Regions from separate parts of the Mus musculus genome. Here all the other regions are linked to region 1. A link is a contact called in public Hi-C and HiCAR-type data. All regions are on one chromosome and are shown on one strand. Each heading gives the region's core, a stretch centred on a gene start, on an enhancer-like site or on the middle of the called end of the contact. The rest is flanking DNA. Distances are from core to core; before and after follow the strand shown. Region 1 overlaps Osbpl6 (oxysterol binding protein-like 6). Region 2 overlaps Osbpl6 (oxysterol binding protein-like 6). Region 3 has its middle 38 kb from the start of Prkra.

Region 1 (4,137 bases), core at 1,421-3,920:
CAACAGAATTTGGAGGCTGGAAGTATATTTGATTTATTTGATCAATTAAAAAATTGGAGCACATATTCTAAAGTGGTAAGAATATAATTCAGTCATGAGGATATCCTGTCACAAAGACAGTGAGTGAAGGAGCTCGGGGATAATTTGAAATGTCACTTGACGCTGAATTGGGATGAAAAGGGGTATTTTCTCTCAAACCCCAAAGCTTGGGAAACACCATGGATGCCTACCACTACGTGTCTGTAGATGATGGCACAGGACGGATGTGATACCTGAGCGCACCCCTGTCATGCGAGTTCCTAAGCCTATCCGGGCTTATAAATAAGAAACTCTCAGGACGGGACGCAACCATGTGACAGTGAGCAATTCAATTATGGAGCAGATTATGATTCTAAGTTTTCTTGCCAATTTCAGATTTCTCTATCTCCTCCAACATAGTATTTAAAAACAGAACACAACACAAACACAGAAACCATTGTGCTCAGAAAATACATGAACTGAGCAAAAGAGAGAAGGCTCAGTGCGTAAAAGCACCCGTGCCCAAGCCTGAGGATCTGAGCGTGAGCCCCTGACATCCACGTGGAAGGAGAGGACTGACTCTTACCAATGTGTCTTAGGACTTCACATTCTCTCTCTCTCTCTCTCTCTCTCTCTCTCTCTCTCTCTCCCTCTCTCTCTCCCTCTCTCTCCCTCCCTCTCCCCCCCTCTCTCTCATACACACACACACACACACACACACACACACACACACACACACACACACACAAATAACGGAAAACAACCCTATTTTTCTAATCAGCATCGAGCTGGTTTTTTTCCTTTAAAAAGTCTGCCAATCATGCATTACTTGAGTAGAACATAAACAGTGCCCCCTTGCTTTACTTCTGTCTATGAAATAATATCTGAAAATATACCTGTTCAAAGATGCTTATTTCAAAAACCTGTTTGTCTCTTGATTAGTTTAAAAATGTGTGATAATAAAGTAAGAATATTCATGGAATAAGCCACTACATTTATTCTCAGTATAGATACCCAGAGAAGACAGGAGGAAAGAAAATCAAGCAAAATACAAACTAAATCAGGAAATCATGGCCATGATATCAAGATGAATACTGGTAATTCTTTTTTTTTTCCCTGAAGACTTCATTAATATTTGCTGCTGACTGAAGAGCTGCTCCGGAGGTCATGAGAGCAGGAGAGCCTTTCCTGCCCCTCAAAGGCTGCAGTACTCAGGACCTTGCCTGGGCTGCATAGCAGAGCTCGCCCTGGTGGAATGGGGGTCTTTATACTTTATGTCTAGTGGTACAATAAGTTCTTATAGCTATAAGAACTACAGTCATGGGAAAGATTTAGAAATTTACTGGTTAAATTATGTGAATAAAATAAAGTGAAATTGAAAAAAAAGGAAGTGTTTTAGATTGCTTAAAAAAAAAGGCTCTTGCTGAGCATGGTGGCGCACACCTTTAATCCCAGCACTCAGGATGCAGAGATCTCTGAGTTCCAGTTCATCCTGGTCTATATAGAGTTTCAGGACAGCCAGAAAGAGAAACTCTGTCTCAAAAAAACAAAACAAAACAAACATCTCTGCAAAAGGGGGTAAAATCCCCAACTTGCTGATAAAATTCAATTCCCAGCACCCAGATATCTGCAGACACTGCATACATGTAGTGGCCATAAATACATACACATGTACACACACATACACATACATATATGCATGCATGCATGCATACATACATACATAAAATTTTGGCATAGATATACATAAAGTAACAGTAAATAGATCTTATTTTTTAAAAGGAAAGAGACGAGACTCTGTCTAGTCTAAACATAAGCAACAGGACCCAAATCTAGTAATCAATAATAATAAATAATGATAATAAATGTTCCCAACATCCACCACCATTCTCCCCTCCCCCTTCGGTGTGCATGTGGCTTCTTCATTTATGTAAACCTGAGGTATACTATACTTGATTTGATGCAAAAATTTGGCATTTCTTCACTTGAATTTTTCTTTTTCAAGTGTTTTATTTTGAAGCAACTTTGGATTTGCAGGGACATCTTAAGAACATTCTAGAACATTCCATGTACCCGACTTCAAGGACACTCTCCAGCTTTCACCAGTTCTTCAGAAATTGAAATAAACTCAAATGCCAAACCTGCAGTTATTGTTGAAGTAAACTCTGCCATACTTCCCAATTTCAAAACTATGAATATTTAGTCAGTAAACTGTCATTTAGTTCTCAATTCCACATTAACTCTGAATGGGCACAGCTTTTCACTTCCCCCACAGCACCTGCCTCAGTAGTTACATCACTGGGGTTGGGGGCAGCTTACTATCTACTCTTGGACCCTTCATCTTGGACCCTGTCTTCAAGATGCCTTTGTCACAACTGCAGGATTCACAACAGTGCTTGGTTGACATTGAACAAATACTCAGTAATCTTGGGTAAAAATAAAAGAATTAATGAATGCTTATGTAGATGAGTAAATTGCCTGTGTGTGTGTGTGTGTGTGTGTGTGTACTAGGGGAGATGTAAGAGGCATAATAAAAAGTACAGCCATTGAGATGCAGTTCTGAAAGTCTGACCTTCTGTTACCAGTCATGCACAGCGGAACTGCAGGAAGCCTGTGTGTTAGTCACTGCAGCGTCACTCACAGGAACACCACTTAAAATTGCTGCTTTGAAAGCCAGCTCTTTCAAAGTCAATCTGTGCTCTTGTGTTGGTTCACTCAAACAGTATTTCCTGGCCTTATTCATTTGATACACCAAGTCGATGAGATAAAGTTTAAATAATGCTCCAAATTAAAATAATTAAAACATGAATCATTCTCTGTAAAAATGTATTTGGAAAAAAATCCACAAATAGCGGACACTGTTGTGATTCAGAACAAGGCAGTTTGAGGAGGCCGATTAAACAGTGACAAGGCCGTGGGCGAATGAGGCATCCGACCCCTCCTCACTCCCACTGCCGGCCTCCGAGACCAAAGTTCAAGGAATTAACTGCCAGGTTGGAGGAAGAATGAAAAGAGCAGGAAACAGGGTGACCTTTCCTGTGTTTTCTATGAATCCTTATATCTTTCCACTGTCAAACGTTATAAAGTGTGTCAAGAAATCAAAACCCTTCATCATGTGACTGATTCAAAGAAGCGATAATCATTCCAGAAAAAACAACATAAATTATGGATTTATCAAATAAAAAAGAAACAAGGGGATGAGCGTGGGACAAGTTCGGAGTTCTCCGCTACACTTGGAGAATGACTCCTTCTTCGGTCTGGAGCTGCCCCAGGAGGGAGAGTGGACACTAACAAATTAATTCAATATGGCACAAACTGACCCCAAGAGTCCAAGGTGACCACTGTCCCTCCCGGAACATCCTCAGGTTGTGATGCAGAGGGTTTAAATACCTCAAATTCTCTGTCAAACTAAAGATTTAATAGGATAATTTTCTCAGTGCCAAGAAACACGTTAAATATTAACAACAAAAGGAGGTTGAAGGAAAACTTCCTCTCCTGACTCCATATATAAGTTTGAAAGCACTCATAATGCTAATAAATGCTTAAAATACCTAACCTTACAGTTAGCTTCTTTCTCTACAAAAAAGTTCAGCAATAATTAGTCATTTAAGGCTAAGATTATTAATTTGTAACTATTTTATATAACCAAAAGATAAGCGGAATAATTTCATATTATTTTGAACCAAAGATTATTTAATGGAAACAAATATATAATTAAAATTTATCAAAACTCCATAATGCTTACTCAAGAAAATCCATATGAATTCTTAATTTTAATGTATACATTTGCTATTAGGCAAAGCAATGAATCAGAAAAATTTGACAGAATGGGTCAGAGATTGGACATGTCCAACTCACACAAGAACAGCACAGGAAAGGGAGGGAGGTGGGGGGGAGAAAGAGGAGGAAGGAGGAGGGGGAGGGAGGAAAGGGGAGAGGGAGGGAGGGAGAAGGGGGAAGAGGGAGGAAAGGGGAAAGGGAGAGAGGGGAGAGGGAGGGAGATAGATGTGTGGTGTGTGTAGTTGTGTGTGTGTGTGTGTGTGTGTATGAGAGAGAGAGAGAGAGTGTTTTATCATGACAGTTTTACAGAGACAGGTTGCAGAGAGAACAAACTAAACA
Region 2 (4,098 bases), core at 1,418-3,917, 69 kb after region 1:
TACCTCTGAACTAAGCCACTGATATAGCCAGTTCCGAGGCAGACCCTGGCTTAATGGACACCACCGTCCAGTGCTCCCATGAGAGCAACTTCTTTCAGGCTCCTCTAATGCTCAGTCCCACACCAGGCATATCCGCTGGCTTCGATTTCCCATGAATCCTGTCGGCAACATCCTAAAAACCCAAAACCAACAAGGAAAGCTCCCTTAAGGATAATCCTAATGTCAGCAACATAAGCCACATAAGCAGGCTGTGTACGCTCCTCAACCGAGGGTGCCTCCGCAACATCACAGATGCCATCAAAAGAAAAAGACCTCTTAATTTCTGCAACTGAATAAGAACAAGTCAAGGAGAAGTACTTGCCTGGTGATTCTAATTCCTGCATTTTTCTCTAAAACCAAAGTAGTAGTATATATATAAGCAATATATGAGCAGTGGTTTCTTATTCCAATTAGAGCTTTGGCTTTTGTTGCTGCTGCTGCTGCTGTTGTGTTAAGTCTACACTTCCAATAATCCAATTTGGCCAACTAGACCACAGAACTTAGATTCTTAAGCCAGCATTCCGTAGCATCCCAGCATGCGGATCTGTGCATGCCCACGGCACTGTCAGGCTGCTGTCACTGTATTGGGATCGCATAAGAACAGAGGCATCGTCTTTAAGAAGATCCACAGACCAATGCAGCGCGCATCATCCTCAGTAATGTTCGCTCCCCTCCCTGCTAGGCACTCAAAGTTCAAAATTCACCAGGCATTTCAGCATATGATTATAATCCCACCACTCAGAGGGCTGAGGCAGAAGGATTGCAATGTGAGACCAACTTGGACCCCATCTCAAAAGCAAAACTAAAGTTAGACTTCCAGCATGAACTGTATTTGCAAACCTCTGCAGTCTCCAGACTTGGGGGGTGGGGGGATGGGGAGGGTGTCCTGAACTGGTCACCTTGAAGTACCATTCAGGTGGCAGTGGGTAACAGCAGGTGTGGTTATTTAAATGGATCTATCCTCAGAGCACTTACTGTCCACAGTTCAGCATGAACTGAAGGCAACATGCCACAGTGTCACTAACTGCTCCTGACATGTGAGATTTACCACCGGAATATAAAATGGGTCTTGGATTTAACAGCACATAATTAGTTCCTGTGACACCCAGAAAAGAGAATCTTGCCAGCAAGGGGGGATGGGATGACTCTCCGCAGCAACATCCACTGGTGATATATAACCACTTGCCAAGGCCCTGCCATTTAGAGCATGGCATATAATTCAGCTTCCCTCCCCCACATGCTGGCCAAGAAGCAGGACAAGATTCAGGATTGCTGACTTCTTAATGAGTCTCATGCAAATGACTTAGCCCATAAGGCTCTGCAGAGCCCAGTTGTGGAATTAATACCTGTAACTGTGTAACAGAAATGCAGCTTGAGTTTTGTCCCTTATCTCTGATCTGAGTGTGGGGCTTAGTCTTCATTTTTAGTTCTGTGCCTCTACTTTCTAGTCTGTAAAATGGGAGTCAAACACATCCTCCAAGATGTTACTGTTGGGAGTGAATGCGTGGACGCAGAATGCAGCCAGCCCATCCTTGGCCCATAGCAACCAGCCATTAATGGTAGCTATTAATAAAACCTCATTTATTATAAAACGTCTGTTCTAATTCTTAATCGAAACTAGCTCAGAATGGCCTTCTCCTCCGTGAAGATACAGTGGAAAGAATATTATGATTGTTATGACTACAAGAGGATGGAAGGAACAAACCTCTGAGGGGGAGAGGCCAGTCAGAGGCTGAGAGAGTAAAAGGATAGGAGTGAAGAATTACTTGGCCAGAGGAAATAAATGAAGGTGGGAGTTTAAATACGAGGGAGGGGCAAGAAAAGTCAGTAAAAGAGGAAATAAAAGGAGAAGCCAGGACAGTGGAAAGAGATACCAGGTGGCCAGGAGATCATTGAGGGATAAACAATGAAACAAAGTATAAACAGGGTAGTTCTAGTTTCCATTAGCAACCACAGGCTTGGATGAATTCTTCCCTTAAAAGTATTAAAGTTTCCAAAAGAAGATACACTGTCGCAATCATTGTGCACTGGCTAATAGCATACTCTTCTATATTGTTTTTTTTTTTTCACTTTTTAAAAGGCAACAATGGCATATTTGTCTCCAATTGCCTAAAGAAGGACTTACCTAATTAGACAGATCAGACACTGTTACCTCAAATTCGCATGTCATGTTCCTCTACCCCACAACCCACCTGAATCTTAGTGAGTGAGTGAGTGAGTGAGTGAGTGAGTGAGTGAGTGAGTGACTGTTTGCTCTGCAACTATAAGGACCTAAGAACAAATCCCAAGAGGCCATGTAAAAAGCCAGGCATATCTGTATGTGTGTATCTGTGAGCACTGGAGGAGTGTTAGGGTTTCTGTTGCTATGATAAAAGACCATGGCCAAAAGGAACTTTGGGAGGAAAGGGTTTATTTCAGCTTACACTTTCAGGTCAGACTCCATCAACAAAGCAAGTCAAGATAGGAACTCAAGGCAGGGACCCGGAGGTAAAAACTGAAGCAGAGACCATGGAGAAATGCTGCTTACTGGCTTGCTCCTCATGATCTGCTCAGCTTTTCTTATACTGTCTAGGGTCACCTGTCCAAGGTTTACAGTGCCCACATCAATCATTAATCAAGAACAGGCCCTACAGACCAGCCTCTTGGCCTCTCTTATGGAGACATTTGCTCCATTAAGATTCTCTCTTTCCAGATATGCCCAGGTTCATGTCACGTTGCCAAAATTCAACCAGCACAGGGAGGTGGGGTGCAAAGAGGGGAAAGTACTGAGAGCCAGACACTTAGAATCTGTAAGCTCCCACTTCAGTCAGAGGCCCTTATCTTGAGGCAATAAAGCAGAGAGCCATAAAGGAAGATGTTTCACGGTCTGCTCCGGCCTCCGAGTGCATGTATTTGTGTGTGCGCCTGGCACACACTCATAGCACACACACACGAAAGATGATTCTGTCCAGCATCATTCATTCTCTCTCTCTCTCTCTCTCTCTCTCTCTCTCTCTCTCTCTCTCTCTCTTTCTCTCTCTCTCTCTCTCTCTCTCTTTGTTTTGTTTTTCGAGACAGAGTTTCTCTGTATAGCCCTGGCTGTCCTGGAACTCACTTTGTAGTCCAGGCTGGCCTTGAACTCAGAAATCTGCCTCCCGAGTGCTGGGATTAAAGGTGTGTGCCACCACACCCGGCACATCATTCTCCATTTTTAACTGTTACTGTCCTGCATCTCTTTCCATTCCTAACAGTTCTGTGGTCCTTCCCTAAGCTTTCCAACTTTTAAAAAAAATCAATTTTGAACTCATTTTAATCTCATTTAAAGTTGCAGGAGCAGCACAAAGCGGATAGCAGTCCCTCTGTCTCCTTCACCTTGGTAACCAGTTCTTCAGTCTTTAGCATCCTCCTGAACCACCAGACAGTGAGTTCCCTGTATATGCCAGCGTATAGCGCACAAAACAATGGCTCCCTCCTATAGGACAATTTTCTGAGCATCCCAGTTAGTAAGTCAACATGGTTAAAGAGACATTATCCAATTCATGGACACCAGTCAGCTGGGATCCAACGACAGCATTAATCGAAGATTTTAGGATCAAATGCAAGATCGTGTGCTCCAAGTATGGTATCTATGACCTTGCTCTAAAACAATCCCTTAGACTCTCCCCACTGCCTCTCTCATCCTTGACAGGTTTCAAGAGTCACAACTCATTCTCTATCAGGGGACGTGGGCCAACCTCACCTGGGTCTATCTGATGCTCACATGACCTCACGCCATAGACTTCTGGTGCCACAGACCTCTGGTGAGACCACAGCAGGAACAACTGTGAGGCTACGTTATTTCTCTTGGTTTGTCGTTTGTTTTGCAGTGCTGGGAATAGAATTTAGGGTCTTCACACATGCTAGGCAAACTCTCTACCACTGAACTAGGCCAATTACTCTGACTATCAAGCTTGGCACCTCTGACTATTGCTGCCTCAGTAAACTCTCACAAGGGAAGCCTTCCAAATAATGAGTTTTCTATTTCCTAAATTCTTCCTATACCTGTTGTTCAACATCCACCCCAACTAACACAGTTAGAAC
Region 3 (4,109 bases), core at 715-3,214, 110 kb before region 1:
GAACCACACAAACCAGACATCACTTCTAACCCCTGGTGAGCTTTCCTAGCACTGCAAGTTGCTCTATGGGATTCTGGGAGGGAAAGGGTTATCAGCAGTCTTACCCAATGGGGAACTCTGTGTGTGTGCTACAGTGACAGGCAGCAGCATGGCAAGATACGTCCCGAGGTATAATAACGTCCTGTGTGTTATAGGGATGTCCATCAGGTTTCTGGCTATATTTAAGGCCTACTCTGCAGGAGGAAACATATGCCTGGTAGTGTAAATCTGGCCAAGAACCAAAGATCCTTTCTTTAAGGGTGTGGCCCCAGATAGGTCCACCACATTCCAGTGAGCTGCCTCACACCCATGTATATAAGCAGTACAGATTGGACTCAGTGATTTATAGAAAAACAAAGACAGGGGTAATACAATCAAATTACATGTAGATACAAATAAAATTATCAAAGAACTGATACAAATATTCTGTTAAAAAAAATCAAGCCAGGCGTGGCACCACATGCCTTTAATCCCAGCACTTGGGAGGCAGAGGCAGGCTAATTACTGAGTTCAAGGCCAGGCTGGTCTACAAAGTGAGTTCCAGGACAGCCAGGGCTATACAGAGAAACCCTGTCTTGAAAAACAGAAAAAAAAAAAAAAAAAGAAAGAAAGAAAGAAAGAAAGAAAGAAAGAAAGAAAGAAAGAAAAGAGAAATTAACTCAAATTTATCATCAGAATCCTGTGTATTGGAGTTAGGTGGCCAACAGAAAAATTGGGAACTATTAAAATACAGAGAAACCCTGTCTCAAAAAAAAAACAAACAAACAAAAAAACCGAACAAACAAACAAACAAAAAATCAATGGGCTGGAGAGATGGTTTAGTGGTTAAGAGCACTGACTGCTCTTCCAGAGGTCCTGAGTTCAATTCCCAGCAACCACATGGTGGCTCACAACCATCTGTAATGGGATCTGATGCCCTCTTCTGGTATGTCTGAAGACAGCTACAGTGTATTCATATAAATAAAATAAATAAATCTTTTTTTAAAAAATCAATGCATATGGCAAGTTGTAAAAAGAAATTAGCTCGCCAGGTGGTGGTGGCACACGCGTTTAATCCCAGTACTTGGGAGGCAGAGACAGGCAGATTACTGAGTTCGAGGCCAGCCTGGTCTACGAAAGAAAGAAAGAAAGAAAGAAGAGAAACTAACTCAAATTTATCATCAGAATCCTCTGTATTGGAGTTAGGTGGCCAGCAGAAAAATTGGGAACTATTAAAATCAGAATGTTGCTATTTGTGAAATGCTGGGGCCTCATGCAGACTTTTGTGACTCGGAGTGCAGAAACTACTATTTTTCTGAGGAGCAGGGTGGACCCGTGACTTGAGATTTGTAAGGGAAAATCTGACATGGAAATCAGTATCAGCTACAGGCAATGCTATCAACTCTGCTTTCAGGGCGTGACCTAAGCAGCACGTGAAGGGGCTCTGGGCTAGATCTCATGGCTCGCTCTTCTGGAATGAGGAATTTGACAGACAGGGAGCTTAGCGCTGGGGACTCTGTTCAACAAGAGGGTAAGGCCAAGGCTCTGTGCCAACAGGAGAGTTTGTTAATTCAACTTCCTTTAAAGGCTTATAAATTGTAACGATCTTGTTTGGATGACTCAGTCCTGCTGGGACCCAGCTTGTGAGAATCTTTCTGATCAAAGTTCCTCTTTCAGGCAGGCAGTGGCTGACCAGGCTATCATCTGTGTTCAGAAAGTTCTGTTATCTTTCTCCAAGGGATTGGATTGCCCGTCTGTAATTTTCTTTATACAACAAGCATAATCGCTATAAAATATGTCTTGATTTTCAGTAATCAGAGATTCATAGGAAATTGCACAGGTAGAATGTAGAGGCCCCTCATACCGTTCAGCTAGACTCTCTCAGTGCAGCACCTTAGGTAAATACAAATAAGGACCGCCACCATTTTTATGTCTATGACTAAGTAGCAAACTCAACTGTTGTGCAACTGAGCTCCAGAACCCATTTCTCTTGCAAAACTTCAACTCTGTCTATTAGACACCATCTCCCCATTCTCTGCAAGGCTAGTCCTTGAATCTCCCGTTCCTCTTGGGGTTTTGCTAGTTTAGTTATCTCATATAAATGGAAATGTGCAGTGTTTATCTATTTTTAAGGTTTAAGGTTTTAAGGTTTTGTTTTGTTTTGTTTATGTATGAGTGTTTATCTGGGCATATGCATGTGCTAGAGAGGGCTCCAGATCCACTGGAATTATAGACAACTATGAGCCACTGTGTGGGTTCAAACAGTAGGCCCCAGATAATTAAAATTTCTCTCAGGACTCCTATCAAAAGCCTGGAGCTAGCTAGAAAAAGAACTGTGAGATTTCATACAGTTTTGACATGGTGTCAAAACTTAGTGACAGGCACCACCACAGCTTGACCTGGACTGCTCAGCTCTTGCCTTCTGCTTAAACCTAACCCTTTTGTCAGTAAACTCAAAGTAGACTTGGGGAATGACTAGACCTCTGTTCATCATTCTTTCCAGTATGGCCGCAATGAATACATTTGTTCTGCTTTTCTCTCTTTTCCTCATCTAGGTCAATTGTGGATGGGTGGCCAAGCCTCAATTGGACCGACCAGAACCCAAGATTTTGTCTTAAACTCCTGATAATAATGACAGTGGACATTTGATCCACAACTTCAGTAGCAGTTACCCAAGGAAGCTATCTCAACCCTCTGCAGCAGTCAGCCATAATTGCTAACCACTAACTCAGCTGCTACATTCCCTGTTTCCTGCTCCTCTTCCAATGAAGGATCGACAGGGAAAGTCAAATTTTCTCCTCAAATCAAATATATTGGCATGCCTTGCCTTTAGTTAGTTTGCTTGAGTTTCTACCAATGGGCGAGAAGGACGCCATTTTTCCTGTAATAGACATTGTCACCAATGGCCTCTGTTCTCATTTGAGGACCTTCCCTTGTCTCCACTTGACTTCACTGTTCACCTGGTGATGTTGCCAATAGTGGTTGGTAAAAGTTGATACACATTTTTGCATGAATTGTGTATTCTTCATTGATTTTTGTGAGAAACACATTCAGCACTTAACTGTTTATTGTGTATGTACTTTTTTGTTTTGTTTTTTAGATAAAGTCTCACTCACTTTTTATGAACTAATTATGTAGACCAGGCTGGCCTCCAACTCAAAGAGATCCTCCTGCTTCTGCCTCCCAAGTATGTAGTTAACGGCATGCCTGGAACATAAATGCTCCTTATAAAGCTAACTTGTTAAGGGTGAATATTTTTAACTGGCAAACTAGAAAATGACCCATATGCTTTAGCCATTTTCCTGCTCCTGAGACCCATGTTCCACTCTGATTCCTGCAAATACTTCAGTTGAGTGGAATTCTGCTTGGCCAAAGCCATGACCCATTCCTGCATAATAATCTGTGATAAGCATTATAGCAAATGAATAAATAAATAAGTAGAGGGAGTAATGCTCCATCCCTCCCTTGACCAATGTCTCATACAGAGCCTGTGTGGCCAGGAGGACCTGAGGTCCCACTTCTTAGTGGGCAGTCTGCAGAAAGAGGGACATGGCTACTAATCTAGACCCTGTTCCTTGTCTTATCTTGAGCCCATAGGTCTGGGCCATCCACAGTCTTCTGAGTGGCAGTGATGGCATGGACCGTGGTTGTCATGGATGACCTTGGCCAGCGGGGCTAAGCAGTTCTCACCCTGTTTCTAAAGAGGGCACTTCACAGAAGGGGCTGAGACATGCCTTAGTTAGGGTTTCTATTGTTTTGACAAAACACCATGACCAAAAAGCAAGTTGGGAAAGAAAGTGTTTATTTGTTTTTTTTTTTTTTTTTACTTCTAGTTCATAGAGGAAGTCAGGACAGGAACTCAAGCAGGGCTGGAACCTGGAAGCAGGAGCTGAGGCAGAGACCACTGAGGGGTGCTGCTTACTGACTTGCTTCCCTCCGCCTCCTCCCCACCTCCCAGCTTTTCAGCTTGCCTCCTTATAGAACCCAGGACTAGCAGCCCAGGAACAGCATTACCCACAATGGGCTGGTCCTTCCCCTACTGATCACTAATTGAGAAAATACCTTATAACTGGCTCTCATGGAGGCATTTT

Evidence for each region. Hi-C and Micro-C count contacts between places; a contact is called where the count stands out from the background. HiCAR-type assays count read pairs that join an accessible place to other places.
Region 2: a contact with region 1 is called in a HiCAR-type map of kidney, with 2.7 times the contacts expected there. The contact joins two enhancer-like sites. A contact is called at or near these places in 1 of 39 promoter capture datasets (embryonic stem cells), 2 of 484 Hi-C or Micro-C datasets (Th1 cells and olfactory sensory neurons), 2 of 115 datasets of contacts at active chromatin or transcription factors (embryonic stem cells and kidney) and 3 of 9 other capture datasets (adipose tissue, liver and pancreatic islet).
Region 3: a contact with region 1 is called in a Hi-C map of pancreatic cancer cells, with 2.2 times the contacts expected there. The contact joins two enhancer-like sites. A contact is called at or near these places in 2 of 484 Hi-C or Micro-C datasets (nephron progenitors and pancreatic cancer cells), 1 of 115 datasets of contacts at active chromatin or transcription factors (embryonic stem cells) and 3 of 9 other capture datasets (adipose tissue, liver and pancreatic islet).

What each region holds. Positions count from the first base shown.
Region 1 is chr2:76,503,139-76,507,275 of GRCm38.p6, reverse strand. All of the region lies in intron 2 of Osbpl6 (oxysterol binding protein-like 6), which reads right to left. Among named protein-coding and RNA genes, the nearest start is that of Gm52557, 74 kb to the right of the region's middle. Within about 2 kb of position 2,670, at least 38 of the 459 cell types and tissues checked have an H3K27ac peak or open chromatin away from gene starts, as enhancers often do. A contact at or near this core is called in kidney and pancreatic cancer cells, where this site is marked.
Region 2 is chr2:76,434,645-76,438,742 of GRCm38.p6, reverse strand. The region is part of intron 1 of Osbpl6 (oxysterol binding protein-like 6); the gene reads right to left. Among named protein-coding and RNA genes, the nearest start is that of Gm52557, 5.5 kb to the right of the region's middle. Within about 2 kb of position 2,667, at least 14 of the 459 cell types and tissues checked have an H3K27ac peak or open chromatin away from gene starts, as enhancers often do. A contact at or near this core is called in kidney, where this site is marked.
Region 3 is chr2:76,608,361-76,612,469 of GRCm38.p6, reverse strand. It overlaps a transcript of Prkra not described here. Among named protein-coding and RNA genes, the nearest start is that of Prkra, 38 kb to the left of the region's middle. Within about 2 kb of position 1,964, at least 42 of the 459 cell types and tissues checked have an H3K27ac peak or open chromatin away from gene starts, as enhancers often do. A contact at or near this core is called in pancreatic cancer cells, where this site is marked.